Regions from separate parts of the Macaca mulatta genome. Here region 1 is linked to region 2. The links are chromatin contacts, called in public Hi-C maps. All regions are on one chromosome and are shown on one strand. Each heading gives the region's core, a stretch centred on a gene start, on an enhancer-like site or on the middle of the called end of the contact. The rest is flanking DNA. Distances are from core to core; before and after follow the strand shown. Region 1 holds the start of RBM42 (RNA binding motif protein 42). Region 2 holds the start of TMEM147 (transmembrane protein 147).

Region 1 (4,098 bases), core at 409-2,908, 80 kb after region 2:
TTATTTATGGAAGAATCACAACTAATAACTTCAGAGAAAATACTAGAATTCAAAAACCACTATTTGCCATGAATTAATTAAGTGATGGATACAAGTAATGATGATGAAGGGCTACTAAAACTATTAGGGGAAAGGTTGATTGGGCTGTCTCAAAAAATAATAACAAAAATAAAAGGCCAGGCATGGTGGCTCACGCCTGTAATCCCAGCACTTTGGGAAGCTGAGGTGGACAGATCACTTGAGGTCAGGAATTTGAGACCACCCTGGTCAACATGGTGAAACCCCATCTCCTCTAAAAATACAAAAATGAGCCAGGCATGGAGGCACAAGCCTGTAATCCCAGCTACTCCAGAAGCTGGGGCAGGAGAATAGACTGAACCTGGGAGGTGGAGGTTGCAGTGAGCTGAGATGGCACCTGCACTGCAGCCTGGGTGACAGCGAGACTGTCTCAAAACAAATACATAAATTAAAATTAAAATACAAAATAAGAGTGTCAGACCTCTGAGCCCAAGCTAAGCCATCATATCCCCTGTGACCTGCAGGTATACATCCAGATGGCTTTAAGCAACTGAAGATCCACAAAAGTGAAAATAGCCTTAACTGATGACATTCCACCATTGTGATTTGTTCCTACCCCACCCTAACTGAAACGATATATTCTCCGCCCACCTTTAAGAAGGTACTTTGTAATATTCTCCCCTGCCCTTAAAAAGGTACTTTGTAACATTCTCCCCTGCCCTTAAGGTACTTTGTAACATTCTCCCCGCCCTTGAGAATGTACTTTGTACGCCTATCCCAAACCTGTAAGAACTAATGATAATCCCACCAATCTTTGCTGACTCCTTTTTCGGACTCAGTCCGCCTGCACCCAGGTGAAATAAACAGCCTTGTTGCCCACACAAAGTCTGCCCAATTGGTGCTCTCTTCACACGGACGCGCGTGACAAAGAGAAGAATAGATCAAGTGAAATCCAGACGTGTTGAATATTGGTAGCGTTTGAGAGGTACTTAAGAGTTCGTTATACTATTCCCCCTAATGTGCATGTTTGAAAATACTCAGAATAAAACACTTGTGAGGGCTACGGGGATAAAAAGAAAAAAAAAAAAAAAGGGTCAGCTGTGGCCCAAGAAAGGACAGGGACCAAGCCCACGGACGTGCTCCTCTGAGTTGCACTAGTCTCTGGGCCTTGACTCCCACACTGAACAGCCTCCTCAAAAGTCTTCAGCTGTCGTCCAGGAAGCCCGGGTCAGGCGCTTCCTCCTGGGCGTCTCTGGTCTTCGTGGGAACCACAGGTCGGGTGTCAACCTGGGGACCCCAGGCCTCCCAGCCTTGCCCAATCCTGGGGTTGACGCAGACTTTAGCGTCTTTTTAAACTTCCGGCGCAGGCTCCGCGGTGGCACAGGACGGTCCTCCGAAGTTTCCTGCGTTCTCAAAGGTCCAGATTCCACATTGGGGATGGGCCCAACTGACTTTGCTTCGCTCTCATTAGCCCGTGGGCCGCCAGGAAGGCGGGGCCGCCTCTCTTCGCTGTGCTCTCATAGGCCCAGGTTCTTGCGTTCTTGTGTCCTTCTCTCACTCTGATTGGCCTGTAGTCCCCTGAGGGTGTGGAAAAATCTCATTGGCTCTCGCGTCCGAACGTATGACGTCATGCGCCACCGCCCGTCGCTTTCGCTGGACGTCATCGTCGGGAGCCCACCCAGACGAAGGCTGAGAGTAGACAGCAGAACCAGCGGCGGCAGCTAAGCTGAGACAGTAGTAGCGGCGACAACGACGGCGGCAGCGATGGCTGGGGCGGGGCCAGCCCCGGGACTCCCGGGTGCAGGAGGACCCGTGGTCCCGGGTCCTGGCGCTGGCATCCCGGGCAAGAGCGGCGAGGAACGCTTGAAGGAAATGGAGGCGGAGATGGCCCTGTAAGGCCCGCGACAGGGAGTAATAAAAGTCGTCCCAGAGCCAGAGCCACCGAATCCCGGAGCCTCCAGGCCTCGATAGGCCAGAGATACGGCTCTAACATGGGGAAGTGGGACCTTCGGGATTGTGGGGGCGGGGATAGGGGAGAGGTTGGCAGGGGTGAGGGTCCCCTCGCGATATACCCAGAGTTACAAAATTGGTACGAGGTCCTGAGCGCTGGTGTCTGTTCTTCTCCTCCAGGTTTGAGCAGGAAGTTCTGGGGGCTCCAGTACCCGGAATCCCAACTGCTGTGCCTGCGGTGCCCACGGTCCCCACGGTCCCCACGGTAGAAGCGATGCAGGTCCCAGCGGCTCCTGTGATCCGTCCAATTATCGCGACCAACACATACCAGCAGGTACGGCTGAGCTAAGGCATATAAGTTAGGGAACACAATGCCTCGAACACGGTAGGTGTTTGTGTAGAGAGCTGTTGACGTTTTAGCTTGTTGACTAATTAGCATGACAAATATTTTATGTGCCAGGCACTGAGAACACAGTAATGACTGAGGGAGACATTTCTGCCCTTTGGGCGCTTATATTCTAGAGCATGTTGTCCAGTAGAGCTTTCTGCAATGATGAGAATGTTCTGATATATTTTAAATTCATATTTAATAGTTCGTTATTCTCAGTCACATTTCAAGTGCTCAGTAGCCAGCTATATATGACTAGTAGAGAAAGAGAGAAATTATTGAGAATAGGCTGGGCGCTGGGTGCGGTGGCTCACACCTGTAATCCCAGCACTTTGGGAGGCTGAGACAGGCAGATCACAAGGTCAGGAGATCCATCTTGGCCAACATGGTGAAACCCCGTCTCTACTAAAAATACAAAAATTAGCTGGGTGTGGTGGCACGCGCCTATAGTCCCAGCTACTTGGGAGGCTGAGGCAGGAGAATCACTTGAACCTGGGAAGCGGAGGTTGCAGTGAGCCAAGATTGCACCACTGCACTTGAGACTGGTGACAGAGCGAGGAGACCAGTGACAGTGGAGTGAGCAAAGAGGAAAGTGGGAGGAAATAAGGACAGAGAGGTGAGGCCAAATCTTGGAGAGCCTTACAGCCATTTTAAGAACCCTGGCAGCCAGGCACAGTTGCTCTTGCCTGTAATCCCAGCACTGTGGGAGGCCAAGGCAGGTGGATCACGAGGTCAGGAGTTCAAGACCAGCCTGGCCAACATGGTGAAACCCCATCTCTACTAAAAATACAAAAATTAGCCGGGCGTGTCGGCGGACTTCTGTAGTCCCAGCTACTCAGGAGGCTGAGGCAGGAAAATCACTTGAACCCAGGAGGCGGAGGTTGCAGTGAGCCAAGCTTGTACCACTGCACTCCAGCCTGGGCGACAGAGCGAGACTCCATCTCAAAAAAAAGGAATAGACTGTAAAAGACAAGGGCAGAAGCCAGGAGATGGAGGAAGGGGCTAGTACGGTAATCTAGACAGGAGCTAATGGTGGCTTGGATGGAGGTTGTGCATGTTAGATGGGGAGGAGGTTGGACACAGTTGCAGTCGGTGCTAAGTGCTGTGGGGAAGACGAAATAAGGTGGTGAGAGAAGCTGCTGCTCAGAGAGCCCTAGTGTGATCCCAAAAGCCTCCCCGAGAAGTGGCATTGTAGCTGAGACCTGAGATAGCCAGTCACATACAGAACATAAAGCATGAAGCTCTTGGTCTCTTGGGGTGAGCTAGCCTCAGCAGATGGGGAAGGCTGAGTCAGGCCCCTCACCCTGACCTCTTCCCCGACAGGTCCAGCAGACTCTGGAGGCCCGGGCAGCTGCTGCAGCCACAGTAGTTCCTCCCATGGTGGGTGGCCCTCCTTTTGTAGGCCCCGGTAAGTAAAGAGTGGCAAGGTGAGGGGGTTGGGCAATCAGGCAGGGTGGTAAAAAGGTGTGCCCAGGACTCTCCTCCCACCATCCTTGCCTCTTCCCTCCCAACAGTTGGCTTTGGCCCTGGTGATCGGAGTCACCTGGACAGTCCAGAGGCTCGAGAAGCCATGTTCCTGCGGCGGGCAGGTGAGTCTGGGGTCAGGGACCCCCACATTTAATCAGGCACTCTTGTTTACATGACTTCAGCCTCTTGCCTGAATCCTTGCTCTAAATCACCCTTTGCATTTCATCCCAACTTGATGTTGTCATCCTAAAGCACAAACCTGATCATGTCCTTCC
Region 2 (3,992 bases), core at 1,161-3,660:
GAAGTCTTTTAAAACACTGTACAACCCTCAGTCAAGGCTGGACCCTGGCCTGCACACGTCCCCTCCTGTGGTCTGTGGTGGTGGCCCCACCAGCCTCCACACCTAGGCCACTACCCTAGTCCCGGAAAAAAAGAGGTATGGGAGCTTAGGACTATGAAGGCCTCATCTTGGTCCTTCTCTTCCCCAAGACTACAGTCCATTCCTACACGGCCACCCAGAAGACAGTGGATGGGCCATCAAAGAAGGCCTGGAGAGATGGGCGGGGTGCCCACCAGAACATCATCCCAGCCTCCACTGGGGCTGCGAAAGCCGTGACCAAAGTCATCCCAGAGCTCAAAGGGTATGAGGACAAGAAGCCGCAACCAGGGTGGGGGCATACCCCGGGAGGACTGGACTGGCCCTCAGTCCTTAAGGGGAAAGCAGGAGCCTGGCCCGGCCACAGGGCAAGGGGGATTGGAGGGCAACGTCCCTAAGTTCTGACTCCTGTTCTTCATGGGGGATTCTCCAGGAAGCTGACAGGGATGGCATTCCGGGTACCAACCCCGGATGTGTCTGTTGTGGACCTGACCTGCCGTCTCGCCCAGCCTGCCCCCTACTCAGCCATCAAGGAGGCTATAAAAGCAGCAGCCAAGGGGCCCATGGCTGGCATCCTTGCCTACACCGAGGATGAGGTAGGGGCTGAGGAGAGGAGACCCTGGGAGGAGCCCTCTGGGGAGGGACATGATTTCCACTTGCCAGGGAGCTGCTCTCAATGTGTCAAGACAGAAACTGCAGGGCGGGAAGGGAGATCTCCCTGCCTCAGGGCCTTTGCACTTCCTGTTCCTTTGGTCTGGAATGCTTGCCCCCCCCAGATGACCACACAGTCTGTCCTTACTTCCTCCAAGTCTCTACTTCAACCTCCCTCTTCAGCAAGGCACCCCCTCAAAAGATGTTCTTTCTGTGGCCCTATTCCTCACCTGAAATTTCTTGTCAGTCACTGTTGATCCCAATGGTGTGTGCATTCCAAGAAAACAGGGATTTAGGGGCTGCGTTTTCACTTTTCTGGCTCCAACCTGGCAGACAGCAGGTGACCAATACATGCTTAGTGAACAAAAGACAACAGTTCTCATTTTTTTCAATACTTGTTCAGGGCCAGGCCATGGCCAGGTGCCTTCTCTGTGAGGAGTGGATGCCATGGTCATGGTGGACCCCGTACATCTACCTTGGTGCTGTCTCCCTGCATTAACTCCTGCAGGTCCACTTTCCCACAGTCGCCAGGATCTTTTGTTTTAATGGAATCACACTGCATCACCCATTTTCAGGAGTGAAAACACTCTTGTGGCCTTTCCTGACACTAGGGCTAAAACCCTCAGGTTCTCCGTTCCTGCAGCTCCTTCCACCTCAGACGCTGTGTTGAGGGCCAGAGCCAGTGAGATCTTCCTAGTCATCTAGACTCAGGCTCATGGCCACCCCTCAGAGAGGCCCTCCATACTGGCCCATTTCAAATGCTTGCATTATTCCTAGGAAAGGGATGTACTGGTACAGCATGAGGGTGTTTGTGACCTGTGCCCTTTGGTCAGACCCCAGTAGAGTGCCTTGGTCCCTGTCCCCAGAGACTGAACACAGTAGGGCTGCATCAAAAATAGATGAATGCATGGATGGGCGATAGAGCTAAGAGCACTGTCAGCTCCTGGAAGTCCTTGCTCTGCCGGACACACTTATCTTTGAAATTCTGACGCCCAGGTCGTCTCTACGGACTTCGTCGGTGATAGCCACTCGTCCATCTTCGATGCTAAGGCCGGCATTGCGCTCAATGACAATTTCGTGAAGCTCATTTCATGGTAAGGGGAAAGGAGCTGGAGACTTGCAGGGGAACTAAGGGGTGGTCGGAAGGAACCCCCTTGAGCCTGCCAATCCCTCCTCCACAGGTACGACAACGAATATGGCTACAGTCACCGGGTGGTCGACCTCCTCCGCTACATGTTCAGCCGAGACAAGTGAAACGGAAAGGTCCCTTCTTTCCTTCCCAGGGGCCAGGGCCGGTACATGTGCCTCCCGTTCCTGCATCTGGCTGCCCGGGGGAGGAAGGGCACCCGGGGCGGACGCCCCACGCCGCTGGGTCCATGGTGAAATAAAAAACAGTGCTCACAGCTGCGTCCCGTATTTCTGCGCCGGTCACGGCGGGTTCTGATCCGGGTTTGAGGCCCGCCCCACCCTTACTCGATCGCCTGCGCCCACGGGCGAGGGGTCGCGCTTGACGTCAAGCCGGGTTCCACTTCGGGAGACGGGGACAGCGATGGCAGCGGGAGAGGTCCCGCATGGCCGGAAGTCACTCCCCACAGCGCTGGGCCGGGAGCGCTGGCAACCGGGCCCGGCCACGGGCGCTCTGACGTCACTGGGCGCGACGCCCCGCGCCGAGACTACTGATCCCAGAAGGTCGCGCGCTGGCCCCCGCCAGTCAGGTGGGCGCCAGGCCCTGGCCGTGGCGAAAGTACCGGCGGAGCCGGAGACCCGCTGCCGGAGACGCCGCCTCGCGATCCCCGCGCGGGCGGGACCGGGCGGCCAGCGTCATGACCCTGTTTCACTTCGGGAACTGCTTCGCTCTCGCCTACTTCCCCTACTTCATCACCTACAAGTGCAGCGGCCTGTGAGTGCGGGAAGGGCGCGGGGCGGAGAGGGCGCGGGGCCCGGGCCGAGCCTCACCTCCCGCTTCTCCAGGTCCGAGTACAACGCCTTCTGGAAATGCGTCCAGGCTGGAGTCACCTACCTCTTTGTCCAACTCTGCAAGGTAAGGGCCGCCGGAATCCACGTGTTCTGGCCCCCAGGCTCTGCAGACCCAGGGACCCGCCCCCGTTGCGTATCCCCCGCCACGGTGGGACCGCCCTCGGGACTCAGCGTAGGGAGGCGTCAGGATACCTAGAAAGGATAGACTTTAAAGAGGGCACGACCTGAGAAGAGGCCTAAAAGCAACTTTTGCGTCGCACTTAGTAAAACTGAGAAAACGTCAGTAGTGTGGTTGGCTAAGAGGTGTTTTTTTTTTTGGTGCGATTAAGAGTGATCACTGATTCCCTACATGCTGTTAACACTGCCCAAGGAGCAGCACCTTCAAACCTGACTCAGATGCCCTGTGATCACCCAGAACTCCAACTTCCAGCCCCCTCGGGGACCCGGGGACCTATCCTCTATCTCCCCCATTCCTGTAATCTTGCCACCATCTGGTGGTTCCTCTTCCAGATGGGTCCCCAGAACCTGTCCTGCCCTCCTCATACCCACGAACTTCCCACAAATCCCACGTGGTTTATCTTGATCCCCTCACCTTGAAGTGACCTCTTTCTGCTTTCTCTTCTCAGATGCTGTTCTTGGCCACTTTCTTTCCCACCTGGGAAGGCGGCATCTATGACTTCATTGGGGTGAGAGGGGCCAGGGAAGGGCAGGGCATGCAGGAGCGGGGCTCCCTGTCCCCTGTGCTTACTTAAGCCTCAACCTGACCCGCAGGAGTTCATGAAGGCCAGCGTGGATGTGGCAGACCTGATAGGTCTAAACCTTGTCATGTCCCGGAATGCCGGCAAGGGGGAGTACAAGATCATGGTTGCTGCCCTGGGCTGGGCCACCGCTGAGCTTATTATGTCCCGGTGCGTGCAGCAGCCTGGAACCCAGACACCTGAGAAGGGACACCTGGGTTCCACGGGGGTGCTGGAGGGCAGGGGCTCACAGCCTGGTACTGAAGGTGTCTGGGTACTGGAGAATCCCATCCTTTGCCTTCCTCAGCTGCATTCCCCTATGGGTCGGAGCCCGGGGCATTGAGTTTGACTGGAAGTACATCCAGATGAGCATAGACTCCAACATCAGTCTGGTAGGCAGTCCTGCTCTCCCACACACACATTTCTGCTGGCGGCCATACTCCTATCGAGGCCTGGCCCCAACTTTCCGCCTCCCTCCAGGTCCATTACATCGTCGCATCTGCTCAGGTCTGGATGATAACACGCTATGATCTGTACCACACCTTCCGGCCG

Evidence for each region. Hi-C and Micro-C count contacts between places; a contact is called where the count stands out from the background.
Region 1: a Hi-C map of fetal cortex germinal zone shows a contact between it and region 2, with 2.0 times the contacts expected there. The contact joins the promoter of RBM42 here to the promoter of TMEM147 in region 2. A contact is called at or near these places in 2 of 14 Hi-C or Micro-C datasets (cortical neurons and fetal cortex germinal zone).

Annotation. Positions count from the first base shown.
Region 1 is chr19:46,888,363-46,892,460 of T2T-MMU8v2.0, forward strand. RBM42 (RNA binding motif protein 42) reads left to right here and starts at 1,659. Exons shown (of 10, transcript NM_001194049.2): 1 at 1,659-1,910; 2 at 2,149-2,302; 3 at 3,680-3,764; 4 at 3,871-3,945. The coding sequence starts at 1,783.
Region 2 is chr19:46,807,740-46,811,731 of T2T-MMU8v2.0, forward strand. It overlaps TMEM147 (transmembrane protein 147), which reads left to right and starts at 2,411. Exons shown (of 7, transcript NM_001194024.2): 1 at 2,411-2,626; 2 at 2,698-2,767; 3 at 3,330-3,389; 4 at 3,475-3,611; 5 at 3,748-3,832; 6 at 3,921-3,992. The coding sequence starts at 2,550. It overlaps GAPDHS (glyceraldehyde-3-phosphate dehydrogenase, spermatogenic), which reads left to right. Exons shown (of 11, transcript XM_001095332.5): 8 at 189-340; 9 at 509-671; 10 at 1,723-1,820; 11 at 1,908-2,129. The coding sequence ends at 1,980. It overlaps LOC144329402 (a long non-coding RNA gene), which reads right to left and starts at 2,367. Exons shown (of 3, transcript XR_013410509.1): 1 at 957-2,367.